Linked DNA regions of Mus musculus: region 1 is linked to region 2. The links are chromatin contacts, called in public Hi-C maps. All regions are on one chromosome and are shown on one strand. Each heading gives the region's core, a stretch centred on a gene start, on an enhancer-like site or on the middle of the called end of the contact. The rest is flanking DNA. Distances are from core to core; before and after follow the strand shown.

Region 1 (2,778 bases), core at 155-2,654, 78 kb before region 2:
CTACTTAGGGAGGAACATTGCTTTCTGAGTCTGAAGCAGTCATTCAAGATGGCTCAGGTCACCTCTAAGCAGGTGTGAAGTGGGCCTTGTCCTGGGGTCTCTGTTCCCTGTGCCCACAGAGATAAGCCCAGAGCTCACAGCTTCTCTCTGAGTGGAAGAGAACAGAATGGAGAGGGATATTGCCTGAGGCTAATATCTTGGCAGTGAGCTGCTGTGTGATGTCCTGGGATGGAAAGTTTTGTAGGGATGGATCCCTGGCAAGATCCTCCTCCTGATGAGTGCTAAGACTTCCTGGCTGCGGGCTTGCACCGGAAGACAGGTGGGGCAGTACGCAGGGCAGCCAGCTTCCTCACCTGGACTCTGCCATTCAATACTCCTTAACCTTTCCGCTCTGTCAGCAGAGCATGGAGCAGCTGCTGCGTGCCAAGTTCTTTTGGTGCCCTTGGAATGAGAAAGACAACGCTCTTAAGTCAGGAAGGTTTGAGCGCAACCAGGAGAAGCTGAAAAAACAGAAGTTATACTGGAAGATGTTGGAGGGTAGGATGGGGTGGGGGTGCGCACAGAGTAGGCAGCAGAGGCAGCAGGTGGCCGGGGTCCCAACAAAGAGTACTCAGTGCAGTGCCCAGTTTGGGCAGCAGAGGGCAGCAAGAGTCCTGCAGCCAAGAAATTGACCTTTAAAAGCTGCTGGTGGTTAGTGAGGACAGGGAGCCTGAAGAGAATGGGCAGTGTGGCATCAGCTTTATGGGGGTTCGTGCAGATGGCTCCTACGTCTTTTAGAAGCGATCAGAGGACCCTACCCCTACCCCATTGTTTACTTATATTGGAGGCTGCACCAGGGGTGTCCTTTTTCTCTGTCCCCACTCTGAGAGGATTGACTCTACCTTGTGGTAAAGAGAATGGTGGCTTTCAGGAACTTACAGCCATTTTTTTTTAAAGATTTATTTATTTATTATATAAGTACACTGTAGCTGTCTCCAGACACTCCAAAAGAGGGCGTCAGATCTTGTTACAGATGGTTGTGAGCCACCATGTGGTTGCTGGGATTTGAACTCCGGACCTTCGGAAGAGCAGTCGGGTGCTCTTACCCACTGAGCCATCTGACCAGCCCATTTTTTTTTTTTTTTAAATTTCATTTTACCTGTATGGGTATTTTGTTTGCATGTATATCTGTGTACTACACATATGCCTGGTGCCTATGGAGGCCACCATGGCGCTGGTGTTAGATGGTTATTAGCCATCACGTAGGTGCTGGGAATCAAATCTAGCTTTGAGCCATCTACCCAGGCCTTCCCGGCCATTGCTTAGTGTGATGACCTTTAGGGGTTGAGACGTAGGATACCTGCTGCTCCCTCGACAGTTTGACCTGAGCCTGGCCCTTACTCTCTCTGGCATTGGGAAACCCAGGAAGACCTCCTGCCAACTGCAGAGGCTCAGCTGCTGAGTTCCAGGCTGGATCTTCTCCCCAGTCTCAGTACAGGTCTCTGGAGAGGAAGCCAGGTCTGAGGAGGCCTGGGGCTGTGAACTGATCCACTGGATCATTCCTTCAAAGGGCTACTACCACAGTTGTCTGGGCCTGGTTTTTCCATATTTACAGTTGAGATGGAGGTGAAGGTGTCAGGTACACACTGTGTGTCTGCTCACACACACACACACACACACACACACACAGAGAGAGAGAGAGAGAGAGAGAGAGAGAGAGAGAGAGAGAGAGAGAATGGAACATGGTGTGTGTCCCAGATGATGAGCTGACTGAACCAGGGAGGTTGAGAGGACAAGAACACGATGCCGGGGCTGCGCGGGAAGGCAGAGAGCCCGGCCCCTGGCATGCTGCAACTCAGCACCCTTTGGCTTGCTTGGTCCCGCCCTCACTGGCATCTGTATTTGTATTTTTTTAACTTCCTCACAGTTTACCCATGTTGCTGGGCTTGGGCTACTCATTTCAGCCTCTGCTTCCCATCTCCTCGAAGTAAGAGGTGAGCAGACATGCTGGTCTGAGGGGCCCCATGCCACCATGCTGTTGGTTGAATCGATAGATATCTGGATACAGTGGGGTTAGGGATAGACCCTAGGCTGTTTTCTCCAGGCTAGCGCCTGAGTGAGGGACGCTGCAAGCCAGCCTCCCTGGGTGGGCAATCAGAGCTTGGTCTTGCTTATCTCACAGAGGCTGTGTAGCTGTGGGCTCCAAGGGCAATGAGGGATTAGGTCTCTGTAGAAAGCTGTCCAAATGATGTTCTGGGCCCCAGTAATGGGACTTAAGGCTAGAGAACTGTATATTTCTGGGTCTTTTTGTTGCCAAGGATAAAACACAGGGCCTGGGACACTGTTCTGTAACATTCTATCCTTGTCTCCCCTCAAGCAATGTTTCCTGGAGACTTGTGACCAAGAAAGCCACCAGGGTTCTCAGGTGCCCAAAGAACAGCTGTTGGCTAGGTGTCGTACCAACCGGGGCCTGTTTCACTTGATGTTTTGATTCCTTGGCGGTGGCACTGGGGCCTAGAGCAAGCGATAGGCCCATGGTGTGGCCTTCACCCCATTGTTCTGTGCATGGCTCAGTCAGGACCAGGGGCAGAGGACCTCCATGCTTCCAGAAAGCTCTGGTTTTGACCTGGGCAGGCAGCTAGCTACACGGGGATAGGCTTCTCTGATGCAGGGTGGCCTCTGGAGGGTGGAAACTGACTGAATCGTGAGGCTGCTGGGTGTGGAGTGACCAGGGTGGGCCATGGTTGGAGGTAGGCTGCGGGAAGCTTGAGTGGTGGGAGCCAGCACCGGGGCTGAGCT
Region 2 (2,700 bases), core at 65-2,564:
AAAATGTACGTAAAACCTGTGGACCTTTGGAGATGCTAGGAGGGGGTGTGTAGAAAGGCAGGTTTTGGCCTCAGTTGCTAGTTAATTAACCAGCGTTCACCTACACCTGTCAAATCACTGCCTCTGAGTCCCCGCCTTCAGTGCCCCAGGTCAGGCTGGCCTTTCCTGTGAAGAGCACCCAGGCTTGGCTGTTCGAGATGGAATGTCAGAGAGACATTGGTCCTGGCTGAGAGACAGGGCCTTTTTTCTGTGGATCAGCTTGAACAGTAGGTGGCCGTCCCTCCTTGCTCGTTGCTTAGACCCCTCTCCTTTGCTGATCATCCCGACACACTATTGGAGAGCCAGGCTCTATGGTGGGCCACTGGGGTAGCCCTGCCCTTAGATCTTTCTTACCTACACCAGCAGGGAACAAAAAAAAAAAAAAGGCCTAGAATTTATGCCTCATTATCCAGAGTACATAGGATATAACATTCTCTCTCTCTCTCTCTCTCTCTCTCTCTCTCTCTCTCTCTCTCTCTCCTCTCATATACTAGGGATTACATATTGGGCCTTACTTATGCTAGACAAATGCTCTACCACGGAGTTACAACCTCAGCCCCCTTTTTAAAAATATGCTTTTTATTTTGAGATAGGGTCTAAGTCATCTAGACTGACCTTGAATTTGCTCTATAGCTCAGGCAAGCCTTGAACTTTTGATCTTCCTGCCTTAGCCTCCTGAGTACCTGAGTTGACAGGCCTGTGTCACCAGGTCTGGCCTGGGCTTCTCTCTTGCCTGTGATCCATACTTCCCTGGTCAGACCCTAGCTTTGGAAGGATAACTCACTTGTCTCTAAGGATACTGTGTCAGGTCTGTAGTTCCTAACCTGTACTACATGCTATTGAGGAGCCAGATGCTGTGATGGACCATGGAGTGGCCCTGCCCTAAGGGCTCTTTCAGTTGGCTGTGCTAAATGTCCTTAGCATCTTCCTTTTGCTTCAGCTGCAGCCTCTCTAGCGGGAACAGACTGTGATACCCCCTGAAGGACTTGTGCTGTGTGGTAAACTCATAGTGAGGGCCTTGCTCCTCCAACCCCAGACTTACAACACTGGCTAACCTTGTGCCCCTCCACGCACATACCAGGCAGACTTATGCCTGTTTATTGTTCAACTGCAGACCCCAGGGGCCCAGGGCTCTCCAACACCCAGAACTGAATTGTCCCGTCCCTGGCTTTCCAAGAACAGGCTCCATCAAACACACACAGTTGTGAAACCACCCTGCTGGGCTCTCCAAGGGAGGAGGCCATTTGTGGGCTGAGTGGGCTGCCAAGGGTCAGGCCCTGGACCTGGGTGTGCAGGGAGTCAGAGCTCCGGGCAGTCACCGCCCTGTGACCTGGGGGTGGGGAGTCAGGCTGTCTTCTTGCTCTCCCGTTTCTTTCCTTCACTCTTAACTTTCTTCTCTAGAGAGAAACAGACCACAGAGCTACAGATAGAAAAGGCTCTGGGGTCGGTGTCCCAGTGCAGATGAGAATGTTGGTCTCTTGATGGATGGCATTAGGTCAAGTTTGGGAGCCTGCTGATCACAGACCCTGTTCAGTCACACAGGTTACTCAAGGCCTCACACTGCTGGTTGAGGAGGAGGTCTTTGGACTGAGCAGCACAGGCCTTCTGTGGCTGCTGTCACTTTGGACAGCAACATGGTCACCAGGAAGAAACAGGACCCTCTCCTCCCTGTTCATGGCTTATCCATTCTCTAGGCAGGCCTTGCCTTGGGGTTTTGACCTTGGCCTGTCCACAGGTCTTGTCTTCTTTGCTCAGCCTTGGGCCTTCAGAATAGCCCCATGCCTCCGACCATCAGCCCTGCTTTGGGACGGCTTCCCTTACCTAGTTCAGACACTCCCATCCACTGCCTTTGTCCACCCTTTCAGGACCACTAGGGGCTTTGTTGTAGACGGTGAGTTCTAGCTGCTTTATGTGTCCCCCTCAGTGAGAGAGCAGCCTCCTCCCCTTTCTAGGTGGTGTCCCCCAGCAGATGAGGAGCACCTTGAAGAGAGGGAAGGCTCTCTTGTCAGAATAGGCTGCTTTGGGATTGCACATCTTTCTTGAGGCTTCCCTCTGCACAGTGGAGGTACCCCAAACATTGCACTACAGAGGTGTACCCCACACAGGTGTATGTGTAGATTCTCAGTCAGGGTTTGGTCCTGATTGCCCCAGCTTTCTAGTTCTCTCCTGGTCAGTGACACCAGGTTTTCTGAGTGAGGTGGTTGGGGGAGAGGGAACTAGGGATGAGGGAGGGAGATTGGAATGGCAGGAAGTAGTGTGATACCTCACTAGGAGTCCAAGCAAGGTCTTGAAGGCCAGGCCCCCATGCCCCGCCTCCTTGAGCATCCTCTTGGATATGAGGGGGGTCTGTGTGGGGAAAGCAGCCTCTGAGCTGAGACTAGACACTGTGGTGAGGCTGGTCACTCAGGCAGGGTGTGTGACATTTGGTCCTGCCTGGGGGAGGGGAGGGAGTGTCAGGAATATCCTGACTCAGCAGTTTCCCCCTCCCAACTCAGATGGGAAGTGGGGGAGGCTGACTTCTGAGAAGATGCAGATGGCAATACCACTCCCCAACCCCTCCCCCACCCCAGCCGTGCCCCCCCCCCGGGTTGTTTGGGGGAGGAGAGCTGGGGCACAGACAGCATTTTGGAAGCACTGAAGGCTCTCCAAAGATACTGGGGA

Evidence for each region. Hi-C and Micro-C count contacts between places; a contact is called where the count stands out from the background.
Region 1: a contact with region 2 is called in a Hi-C map of liver, with 2.5 times the contacts expected there. The contact joins two enhancer-like sites. A contact is called at or near these places in 3 of 39 promoter capture datasets (the C10 cell line, embryonic stem cells and hippocampal neurons), 2 of 15 datasets of contacts at CTCF or cohesin (the NIH/3T3 cell line and large pre-B cells), 80 of 484 Hi-C or Micro-C datasets (the 3T3-L1 cell line, the AML12 cell line, B cells and 50 more), 11 of 115 datasets of contacts at active chromatin or transcription factors (the 230-238 cell line, acute myeloid leukemia, astrocytes and 7 more) and 5 of 9 other capture datasets (adipose tissue, embryonic stem cells, embryonic tail and 2 more).

What each region holds. Positions count from the first base shown.
Region 1 is chr17:46,130,122-46,132,899 of GRCm38.p6, reverse strand. All of the region lies in intron 4 of Rsph9 (radial spoke head 9 homolog (Chlamydomonas)), which reads left to right. Among named protein-coding and RNA genes, the nearest start is that of Rsph9, 13 kb to the left of the region's middle. Within about 2 kb of position 1,404, at least 32 of the 459 cell types and tissues checked have an H3K27ac peak or open chromatin away from gene starts, as enhancers often do. A contact at or near this core is called in liver, where this site is marked.
Region 2 is chr17:46,052,080-46,054,779 of GRCm38.p6, reverse strand. No RefSeq gene overlaps it. Among named protein-coding and RNA genes, the nearest start is that of Vegfa, 21 kb to the right of the region's middle. Within about 2 kb of position 1,314, at least 9 of the 459 cell types and tissues checked have an H3K27ac peak or open chromatin away from gene starts, as enhancers often do. A contact at or near this core is called in liver, where this site is marked.